Linked DNA regions of Ovis aries: region 2 is linked to region 1. Evidence: chromatin contacts called from public Hi-C data. All regions are on one chromosome and are shown on one strand. The core of a region is the stretch at or near the end of the contact, and the rest is flanking DNA. Distances in the headings are between cores, read along the strand shown. Region 1 overlaps RUNX1 (RUNX family transcription factor 1). Region 2 has its middle 150 kb from the start of RUNX1.

The links. Hi-C and Micro-C count contacts between places; a contact is called where the count stands out from the background.
Region 2: a Hi-C map of liver shows a contact between it and region 1, with 5 times the contacts expected there. The contact joins two enhancer-like sites. A contact is called at or near these places in 2 of 16 Hi-C or Micro-C datasets (liver and skin fibroblasts).

The regions. Positions count from the first base shown.
Region 1 is chr1:267,702,772-267,708,584 of ARS-UI_Ramb_v3.0, reverse strand. RUNX1 (RUNX family transcription factor 1) reads left to right here. Exons shown (of 8, transcript XM_042238225.2): 4 at 4,753-5,006. Among named protein-coding and RNA genes, the nearest start is that of RUNX1, 170 kb to the left of the region's middle. Within about 2 kb of position 2,979, at least 38 of the 54 cell types and tissues checked have an H3K27ac peak or open chromatin away from gene starts, as enhancers often do. A contact at or near this core is called in liver, where this site is marked.
Region 2 is chr1:268,023,640-268,028,899 of ARS-UI_Ramb_v3.0, reverse strand. No RefSeq gene overlaps it. Among named protein-coding and RNA genes, the nearest start is that of RUNX1, 150 kb to the right of the region's middle. Within about 2 kb of position 1,824, at least 7 of the 54 cell types and tissues checked have an H3K27ac peak or open chromatin away from gene starts, as enhancers often do. A contact at or near this core is called in liver, where this site is marked.

The DNA of each region.
Region 1 (5,813 bases), core at 1,730-4,229:
ATCCATCCGCCCAACATATTGCTTCGTTGTAATTTTTGCACTGTGTTTTGACAAAAGCAAATATTAGTATTATTCCAGGGGAACACTACGAGTGTATACAGAAATGTTTCCTTTCCTTTTCTCTTAGAGAAGCAAGGGAAGGGAAATTCTATATAGCCCCTTAAATGAGCGCTCCTGGTGGAAAAAGAGTACATCCAACTCCATACGCTATATGTACAAAGCCCCTTAGATCAAGGGGTTCGCGATACCCTCTTAGTTGAGTCCCAGGCTGCCAGCTTTCCATTCATTTTAGTTCCTCGATAAGGAGGGGCGGTGTGTTTTATTGCTGGGTTTCAAGCGTGCACCCCGTTAGCGCAGTTACAGCCTGCGCAAGGTCCTGAGAACCCCAAATGCCCGGCGGCCCCACTCAAATAAAATCAGCAGCAGCTTTCCCTGCTGCTACTGTCCTTGTTGGAGTTCGAACTCGGGCTTTACTGGTTGAGATTCTGAGCTAAACAGCGTCTGAACCGGGTGCATCTATCGCTAATCCTCTTCTCTTACTAAGGAAACCTGATCCCCACCTGGAAGACCGCGTTGCGTGGGGCGCCCGCGGCCCTTCGCACGGTTGAGGGTTTCAGGCAAACGGTCGCAGCCCCAATGGAGCTTTCTCTGAGCTTTCCGAGCAGGCGGCTTATCCCCCACCCCCCGACCGCTACATCCTCCGAGATAGAGCCCATTTTTGCCTACACCACACTCGAGTCACCCCAGACCCGGTCCTAGGGGGTCTATGGGGATGCACTTGATCGGCTCCTGAGGAAATACACTCGAGCCCAAGCAGAAAGATTTCACTCAGCCCGAACTCGCCTCTAGAGCGGGCAGCGTCGAGCCCGGGCGCAGAAGAGAGACTGTGTGGCCCCGGGGCTCCGGCGCAGACGGGGTGTGTGTGGCGGGGCGGGGGGTTGGGGGTTGTCTGGGGATTGTCTGGGGACTGCTCGCTATTTGGGATCGCTCGGCCCGGGTGGAGAGAAGACTGTTGTGGGGGGGGGGGGGTGTCTTTACACCTGCAATGTTTGAAATGAGGCTTCTTCAAAAATCACTTTTAAAGAAAAATACAAGGGCGTTTTCTGAGACTCCCCTCAACCCTCAGACCCATTAAACAAAATACAGCTGAATACTGGAAGTTCCGGAATGTCCCAGGTTTCTCGGAGCGAGGGGACGGGCGCACCGGGCGAGATGCGGGGCAGGAAGCAGGGGGCCTGCCGCAGGGAGCCCGGGACGCCCCCAGCCCCTACTGCTTGGGACCAGCCGATGGTGGGGACGGCCAAGGGATTTCGGGAAAAAAAGACCCCGATACGCGCGGGTCGGGACAGCCCGGACCCCTGCGCGAAGGTTCCCCTGCTGCCCTCCCGGCCGTTGGGATAGCGGGGCGGGGGGCGGAACGGGGCCGCGCAGGCAGGATCCGGTCGCCGTTTCTCCTTTCGCTTCTTCCCCAGCTGAAGTTCCTACCGGAGACCCAAAGGCCGCCAGAAGGACGGAGCTACAGCCGCGCCGTCGGGGGCGTTCCCCGGCGCGCGGGCCGGCCGCCGGGCGCCTGCTGCCCCCTGGCGCCCGCGCCGAGCCGCCCGGCCTCTCAGGGCCTGGGGCGAGGGAAGCGGCCGCGGCGCCCGGAAAGGCCTCCGAGGCCTGGCCCGCCACGGCCCCCGCCTCTGGCAGGCCCCTTGGCGCTGGAGCCCTGGGGAAGCCGGAGCGGCGGCGCCGGCGGCAGCGGTCCGGCACCCCCAAATCGCGCATCGGCAGGGGGAACCAAGGCGGGGAGTGGGAAGGGAGGGTCCCTCACCCGGGGGCGGGGGCGGGCGAAGTCGACGTGGAGGGCTCCGTGCCAGGCGAGGGGGAGAGTGGATGAGCGCCCTCCCCCCGAGGGAGGGACCCAGTGGACTCCTCGCGGAGTGTAGCTGGGAGAGCCCCGCGGCCGGGCGGTGGCGTGGGGCGGGGGGAACCGGGGCCCCTCTAAGCTCCGCGAAAATGCCCGCGGCGCCGCTGGGACGGGAGCGGGGAGCATGTTCCCGCCCGCGCGCAGAGCCGGGGTGGCTTCAGCTCCCGGGGCGGCTGACGAGCGCGCGCGCGCGGGCGGGGAGTGGACCCAGGGGCCGTTTCCGGGGAGCTGGAGGTGGGTGCGGGGCGCAAACGACCTGGGCCCCGCGGGGGAACCCCGCCCGGAGGCTTTCCAGTTTCTTTCCAGTCGCTTGTTCTTGGGGCGGGGGGGGGGGGGGCGGCTTCTGAACTACGGAACTCCTTCGCTGGCCACTAAGCTCAACTCCACCTGAGCGAGGCGCGCCGCGTCAAGACGCAGCGTAAAACACCAAGAAAACAAACCCAGAAAGAAAACTCAACACAAAAAGCAGGTCGTGGAGACCGACCACCGTCTGGTCTCAGTAAAGGAATCAGCGCCACTTCGCCGCGGCTGCCAACCGGCGCCGAGCGGCTCCCCGGGCTGGGCCCTCGGCCCTTCCCGGCCCCCTCGCGGCGAGTCCCATCCATGCCGGGAAAGTGGAGGCCTTGGGGCCCCCCGGCCCCCAGGTCTCGGGAGCCTAGCGGCGGCCGCTTCATCTATCTCCATGGCTCGCGGATGCTTCTCTCCGACAGACTCTGATCCCGGACCATTTGCGGCTCAGCGCGCGGCCCCAGTCCCTCCAGGCCGACCGGCCTTCTGCTCCACCTCCTGGGTCTCCGAACCACGGCCGCCCCTGGCGCGGCCGCTCACGGCAGCCCCCCGGGGCGGGCGGGCTGACTGACTGCCGGCCGCGCAAGCCCACGAGTGTGCAAAGCCGCCGCCGTCCGCACCGGAATGGCGGTCTCGAGCGAATGTAGGAGCGTGTGGGTGCGGGTATGTGGATGCGGGGAGCGCGGCGTGGCCTCCGCACTGGCTGGCGGTGGACTCTCCACCCTGGCCGCGTACAGTAGCGCGCGGCGGCGGCGGGGGCGCGCGGGCCAATTCCAGGAGCCCGCGGCACCGAGCCGCGCCCTGCCTGATACCGGAAAGGCCTGTGATTGGCCGGCAGCCGCCCCTATGCAAACGAGCTGAGGGAATGGAATTCCTCGGGCCGGGCTTACAGTAAAAGCACGTTCATTTCCAGGCACTCTCATTCATAGAGCCAGCGGGCGCAGGCGGGACGAGCGCCCCGCGGCCGGACCCAGCCAGGGCACCACGCTGCCCGGCCCTGAGCCGGCAGGCATCTCTTGCTGGGGATACTGGGGACGCCAGAAGAAAGTCAGTCTTTGCTGTTTTTCATAGAACCGCGTTGGAACTTCGATTTTGAATTGTGTGTGGGGGAGGATTTTGTTGTTGTTTTTGCCTTTTCCTACTTTTGAATGAACTGGTTTCTTGGCTGGATGGTTCCATTTCTTTCCTGGGTGTGAACTTTTCTCCGGTTGTGTCCTTTGACAACAGCGGGAGAGAGTGCGCCGGGCTTCGTGGCGAGTGGTGAAGTGGCGCGTGTGCGTGGCAGAGTGTGCGTGCTTGTGTAACTCGAGCCGCCCCGTCTGTTGCGATCTGCGCTGCGGAGCCTTTCTCGCCAGGGCCCGCTCCACCTGCTGCGGTTCCGCGGTGTGTGGGTAAATTGGCGCGTCCGGGCAGTTCACCCGGCCGGCGCTGGGGCGACGTTGGAGGAAGCTCGTCTCGCTACTGCCCAAGTCGGGGCTGACTCACCGGAGTCGATGTAGACGGCGGCTGGCTCCCGAAGAGTGCGTGCCTGCGTGCGTCTGACTCCGCTGCAGCTCACCTCCCACCAAACCACAGGATCAGCCACAAACTTAACCAACATCCCCAAACCCGAGTTCTCAAATGTGGAGAGCTGAACCCTGAATATCATCGACTTGGATTTTTTTTTTTTAAGATCAGCTTTTTCTTTGATAAAGCTTGAATTTTCTGAACTGAGCATTTTGCCAGAATTTATTGAAAACATGACAAGTCCTTCTAGCCCAGCCCTTCAACTACTGAAGCTGATTCTCAAGGCTACTTAGAGAAGAAAAAAAAAAAACAAAAACGTGCAGCGAACATTAATGGGTTTCTGTTGTGTTTAATTTCTCTACAGATTGTATTGTAAATATTTTATGAAGTAGAGCATATGTATATGTTTATATATATGTGCACATACATTAGAAGCAGGACCTTTTGGAAGTCTCAGCTCTCGCTTTTGAGGACCGAAGCCAGTTTTGCATGAATAAAAAGTGGCGCCGTATTTGAAGACACTCGTATATTTTCTGTTGTTTGGACTTTAAACAAAACTCACCTGGGGGGAAAAAAAAGAAGAACTGACAGGCAATTAACTACTGGAACGTCCAAATCCTATATTTGCTGGTCCTTCTGCTCTCCGCATAAATAGTTTAGGAAGTGTATGGGAATTTTTGCCTCCGGGTACTTCTGTAACAGCCAAAGACTGAACCTTCAAACTCTCAAAGCAAAACTCAGAAGATAGGGTCCCTTGGCCCTTGACTTTGGATTCTGGTCGCCCACTTTTCAAAGCACTAAGCGGTCGGTGCCCGGGTCTGAGCTGAGGCCGATTGTCAGAACTAGAACTTTTTCAGCCTTCCTGGACTGTTCGTAACTTAGTCTCCCCCTCTCCCCCAGCCACCTTGCAGCAATAAAGGTCCCTGAACTTGTATGTTGGTCTCCCGGGAGCTGCTTGCTGAAGATCCGCGCCCCTGTCGCCGTTTGTTAGGAGCTGTTTGCAGGGTCCTAACTCAATCGGCTTGTTGTGATGCGTATCCCTGTAGATGCCAGCACGAGCCGCCGCTTCACGCCGCCTTCCACCGCGCTGAGCCCGGGCAAGATGAGCGAGGCGCTGCCGCTGGGCGCCCCGGACGCCGGCGCCGCCCTAGCCGGCAAGCTGAGGAGCGGCGACCGCAGCATGGTGGAGGTGCTGGCCGACCACCCGGGCGAGCTGGTGCGCACCGACAGCCCCAACTTCCTCTGCTCCGTGCTGCCCACGCACTGGCGCTGCAACAAGACCCTGCCCATCGCTTTCAAGGTAACTCGGGCCGGAGCGGGTGGCGGGAGGACAGGCAGAGGCCGGTCGATCGCCGGGGCGATCGGGGAGGGCCGTGGCCAGGCAGGCGGGGCCGGGTTCTAGAAAGGGGCCGGCGCGGAGGCCCGTGGTCCATCCCTCTGCGCTGCGCACACGGGGGATGCTGCGTTGCCGTGGCTACCCTCGGTTGGGCTGGGGGCGGGGGGGCGATGGTGGAGGGGTCCCGCTTCAGTAGGCCGCCGCGGCCTCCGGGGGATGGTTGAAAAAATTCAGGGTGCCCCCCCCCACAAAGAAGTCCACGGAGGGCCGGCGGGACCTCCTCCCCGGGCATCGGTCCTTCGCTTTGATCCAAAGTAGGAAAAGTTATAACCCGGCCGGAACCCAGCCCTTCTGAGGAAGGCATCAGGAAATAAAATCGAGATACTCTGATATACCTTTGGATCCAGGAAAAGAAACTTGACAAGGAAAACTCTCATGGCTTTTCCCCACGTCCACCCCCTGTTTAACTGCACTGTAGAAATTAGCAAGTTCAAAGTCCACGGCGGACTCTGTTAAATTTGCAAAAGTTTTCTGAGGGGTGTTTTTGGTGGTTGTTTTGTTTTGAGCTTCTAGCCTATTCCTGCCAGAAGCCGCAAGTAGTGAATCCTGTTTCTTTTCTGGGAACCCTCCTGAACGTTATCGCCGGCTCACCTAGCCTGAAGCCCCGGGTCAGCTAAAGGAGGCAAGGCGGGCTGCCGTGAGCCTGGGGGTCTCATCCGCCTGCTTTGCTGTTTGAGGGGAGGGGGGCGGCGACGTGGACCAGGAAACTTC
Region 2 (5,260 bases), core at 575-3,074, 320 kb before region 1:
GTCCAACATTTGCCCATTGCCCATGCATGATTCACGCCTCTAGACCATCTGTGAGATGAATGAAGTGGTTTGAGGACAAAGGAATGGAGTGGATCTGCTAGGTGTAGAGATTGAATCAACCTTTAGCCTCAAAGTGTTGTTTTTTTGTTTTTTGGTTTTTTTTTTTTAGAAATAGCTTCTTCAAAATCATGCATTTCTTGCAATCCTGTGACCCTCAGGTATCTTTCCATGTAAGCTCTTATTCATCCCCCTTTATTTGTTTGTTGCTTGGTCACTGAGTTGTGTCTGACTAGGGACCAGCTTTTCTAACCAGATTTAGTTTGGGAGAATTGGTTTCACTTTGGATAACCTGTGTCTTATCCTATGGGGCATACTTCAATTCTTAAAAGCAATACTTGTATTAAAATATTCTCAACCGTATGAGAAGCCATGGGGTGTTTCTTTTTTTTTTCCCAAGACTTTTTTTCAAGTTATTTTATTTTTTAATGGCGTATAGTTGATTTACAATCTTGTATTGGTTTCAAGTTTATAGCAAAGTGATTCAGATATATACATATCCTAGAGGAGGAATTGTCAACCCATTCCAGCATTCTTGCCTGGGAAATCCCATGGACAGAGGAACCTTGTGGGCAATAATCCATGGGATGGCAGAGTCGGACGTGACTAAAGCGACTGAGCATATGCATATATATACACACATATGTGTATATATACACATATTTTCCCTTACAGAGTATTACCAAATATTGAGGATACATCCCTGTGCTATACAAATTGTTGTTGGTTACCTCGTTTGTATAGAGCAATAACAGAAACTTTAAAATACACAAAAAAATGGAAAGGATTGCACAGAAAATAGCCATACCCACTTTTTAGATGGATGTGATGCATAGGATGCATGTTAAAGCGAATTGCTGGACACTGATATACTTCATCTGTAAATATTTCCTTATGTATATTGTTATCGAGAGCTCAATATTTGCTTATATACATTTATTTAGAAAAGTTCCTACAGTGAAATGCATAAATCTTATGAGTCTCTAAAACTTTTGACAAATGCACACAGATAGGTATGTAACGCAACCCTTATCAAGATAGAGAACAAGACCATCACCCGCTAGGTTCTCTCACACCCTTTCTCAGTCAATCCCCACCCCCTCAGAGGCAACCAGTTATTCTTTTTACTTTTCATTATGTATAAAATGAGCTTCCATGTGGCTTACATGGTAAAGAATCTGCCTGTTATTCAGGAGGCCCAGGTTTGATCCCTGGGTTGGGAAGATTCCCTGGAGAAAGGAAAGGCAACCTCCTCCAGTACTCTTGCCTGAGAAACCCCATGGACACAGGAGTCTGGTGGGCTACAGTGCATGGGGTCGCAAAGAGTCAGACACAGCTAAGCACATGGTACACACCCATGCCAGTATGCTTGCCTGGAGAATTCCTTGGACAGAGAGGCCTGGGGGACCATAGTCCATGGTCGAACACAACTGAGTGACTAACACATGCATGAAATGACATTTTGCAAAAGACACTAATTCAGGATTTATATCCATACCACTGTTGGAATTTGTTAACAAGTCATCTGTGACTACCTAGAGTACAGAATACTCATAAGTAGAAATAACCACACACTTGCTGCTTTTCACAATTATCTCCATTTGCCCTTTCTTTAACCAAGGTTTTTTTTTTTTTTTCCCCTCATCCTTGGCCAAAGGTTCATCCACCTTTCCGTGATTTCCAAACCTGCACAAACAAACTTCAACGAAGTTGAGACTGGCACTCTGTGCTGCCCCAGTTTGGCAGTCACAACTTCCGCTTTGCAATTGAAGTTCCATTGACTTTGGACATGGTCTAGTTATGGGGCGCTGAGTATGTCCTGTGTGCTAGGATCCCTTGTGACACGCTGACACTGGAGATTTTTCTGCGCTTACTCAAGGGGTTTCTTGGCACTATTGGGCATTGCTCATTTGACACGGGGTACTGTAGAGTGATGGGACCATCTGCTCCAGCTGTACAGCACAATGCCCAATTCAGGGCCAGTCGTTAGTCAGATGGCACATGGCTCTGACTAAGCTGATTCTGTGTGTCTCACAGGATGCCATGAAGCGGACTGACCTTTTACAGCATGAGCTGGTACATTCCATTGTTGGATTTTTTTGCGTCAGGCCTCTGCCAAAGTAAAGCTGTAGGAGCAAGAAAGGAAAATCCATAACGGAGTCCTCCCAGCTCAGTGGAAAGGAGAGCTGGCAGAAAAGCCACAAACATGGGGGCAAGTTGTACGTGTGCCATTGAGACGTCCTTGGGCAAAAGCATGAGATAGGAAGAACACTAATACCATCCCTATGATTGGCTTCAAAAGAGGTTGTAAACATTCCTTCAGTGAATAGACAAATCCTTTGAAAACTAAAATGCCTAACAAAACAAGGTGTTCTCAGAATTCTCTGGATCCTCTGGAGCTATGTTTGACACAGAAATGCGGCACAGACTGAAAAGGGTAAAGACGGGCTCAGAGTCTTCACTGCGTCTTCCAGAGCATGGACCAAGGATAACATAATAGAGGTATAAATAACATGATGGAGGTAAAAACGCTCACTAATAGTTCTTGATGCTTACCATTAGACTCCTAGCAGCAAAAAAGATGCCTGCCTGCCTGCTGTGTTGCTTCAGTCATGTCTGACTCTTAGCTACCCTTGGACTATAACCTGCCGGGCTTCTGTGTCCATGGGATTATCCAGGCAAGAATACTGGAGTGTGTTATCATATTCTCCTCCAGGAAATCTTCCCAACCCAAGGATTGAACCCCCATTTCCTGCACTGCAGGCAGCTTCTTTACCGATGAGCCGCCGGGGAAACCCCCAGGAAAAAGATGACCTGCCCTTCAGTTGTGGAAATGGGAGAATTTAATGAAGGTAACTATTTACAGATGTATGAGCTTGGGAAGCTCATAAGGAATAGTGAGGTACCCAGATCCTAGCACCTCTAAGTCAGAGGAAGCAAGGCAAACAGGGGCTGAGACTGGAGCTGCAGAAGAAGGACCATCCCACTGGAGATGTAGCCATACAGCCCAGTCCCCAGAGGAGCTACAGCAAGGTGGGAAGAGGGGGACAAAAAAGCATTTTGCCCTTTCTCTCCCCTCCTCCTTCAGTCTCCTGCCAGAGGGCAAGGCAGCCCAAGGAACATAGTCATGCCCCACAGAGGTCCCTCCCAGGGGCAGGAAGCAGGGCAGAGGATTGGGGAGAATGCCTGGGGCTATAAGGGGAGCATATGGTGAATATCCAGCATCCTTATCAGAGCCTCATCCTATAGGGGTGGGCAGCCATTCTGATATCCTGAGAAAACAGCCTTCTGGGACCATTTCCAAAGTCTAGTTGGACCAATAGGCTCAGCAAGTCAACTACGATCCATATCTCATCAGGGAACCTGATGAGAGTTGCCTAAGATCAATATAAAGATCTCCTTTATGGTTCTGAGTGCTTCGTTCTAGAATGCATGAAGGGGCTTCCCTGGTGGCTCAGTGGTAAAGACTCCAGCTGCAGTGCAGGAGACAGGGCTTTGATCCCTGGGTCAGAAAGATCCCGCAGAGGAGGGCATGGCAATCCACTTCAGTATTCCTTCCTGGAGAATCCCCATGGACAGAGGAGCCTGGAGGGCTACAGTACAGGAGGTGACAAAGAGTCAGACATGACCTAGCAACTAAACAACAGCAATGAATTACATGAAAAATCCAGAAGAAATGTAAATCTGCGGACGCTTCAATTTTAGGTCTGTAAGACTCATTTTTCTGGGAGATAGTGGAGGACAGAGGAGTGTGGTGTGCTGCAGTCCCTGGGGTCACAAAGAGTTGGAGATGACTTAGCGACTGAACAGCAACACCAAGACCCATTTTAAATTCTGGAGCTCCAGAACTGCAAGATGGATTTGTTATTTCAATACTCTGTGATCATTTGTCACAGCAGCAATAGGAAAACAGCACAGCAAGCACTGACGGCCTGTGAACACGGCTGTCCATAGAGGCATTCTTGGCTTAGTTTGATGCCAGGTGGGCTGGTTAGGGAGGCCAGTCAGTGCCAGACCCAGGGCATTGAGTGGCAGACAACAGATGACAGTTACACCATATCAAGGAATGATTTACCCTAAGTGTCCAAATTTAGGAGTATGCTCTGTAGACTTTCACATCTTTGCAGTCACGATGAAAGTGAAAAGTGAAAGTCACTCAGTTGTGTCCAGCTCTTTGCGACCTCATGGGCTCTAGTGCACCAGGTTTCTCTGTCCATGAAGTTCTCCAGGCAAGAATCAGTTCAGTTCAGTTCAGTTCAGTCGCTCAGTCATGTCTGACTCTTTGCGACCCCGTGAATCGCAGCACGCCAGGCCTCCCTGTCCATCACAAACTCCCAGAGTTCACTCAGATTCACGTCCATCGAGTCAGTGATGCCATCCAGCCATCTCATCCTCGGTTGTCCCCTTCTCCTCCTGCCCCCAATCCCTCCCAGCATCAGAGTCTTTTCCAATGAGTCAACTCTTCGCATGAGGTGGCCAAAGTACTGGAGTTTCAGCTTTAGCATCATTCCTTCCAAAGAAATCCCAGGGTTGATCTCCTTCAGAATGGACTGGTTGGATCTCCTTGCAGTCCAAGGGACTCTCAAGAGTCTTCTCCAACACCACAGTTCAAAAGCATCAATTCTTCGGTGCTCAACCTTCTTCACAGTCCAACTCTCACATCCATACATGACCACAGGAAAAACCATAGCCTTGACTAGACGGACCTTAGTCGGCAAAGTAATGTCTCTGCTTTTGAATATACTATCTAGGTTGGTCATAACTTTTCTTCCAAGGAGGAAGTGTCTTTTAATTTCATGGCTGCAATCACCATATGCAGTGATTTTGGAGCCCCCCCCCCCAAAAAAAAAAGTCTGACACTGTTTCCACTGTTTCCCCATCTATTTCCCATGAAGTGATGGGACTGGATGCCATGATCTTCATTTTCTGAATGCTGAGCTTTAAGCCAACTTTTTCACTCTCCTCTTTTACTTTCATCAAGAGGCTTTTTAGCTCCTCTTCACTTTCTGCCATAAGGGTGATGCCATCTGCATATCTGAGGTTATTGATATTTCTCCCGGCAATCTTGATTCCAGCTTGTGTTTCTTCCAGTCCAGCATTTCTCATGATGTACTCTGCATATAAGTTAAATAAGCAGGGTGACAATATACAGCCTTGACGTACTCCACTGGAGTAGTTAACTGTTCCGTCCTCCTGGGGATCT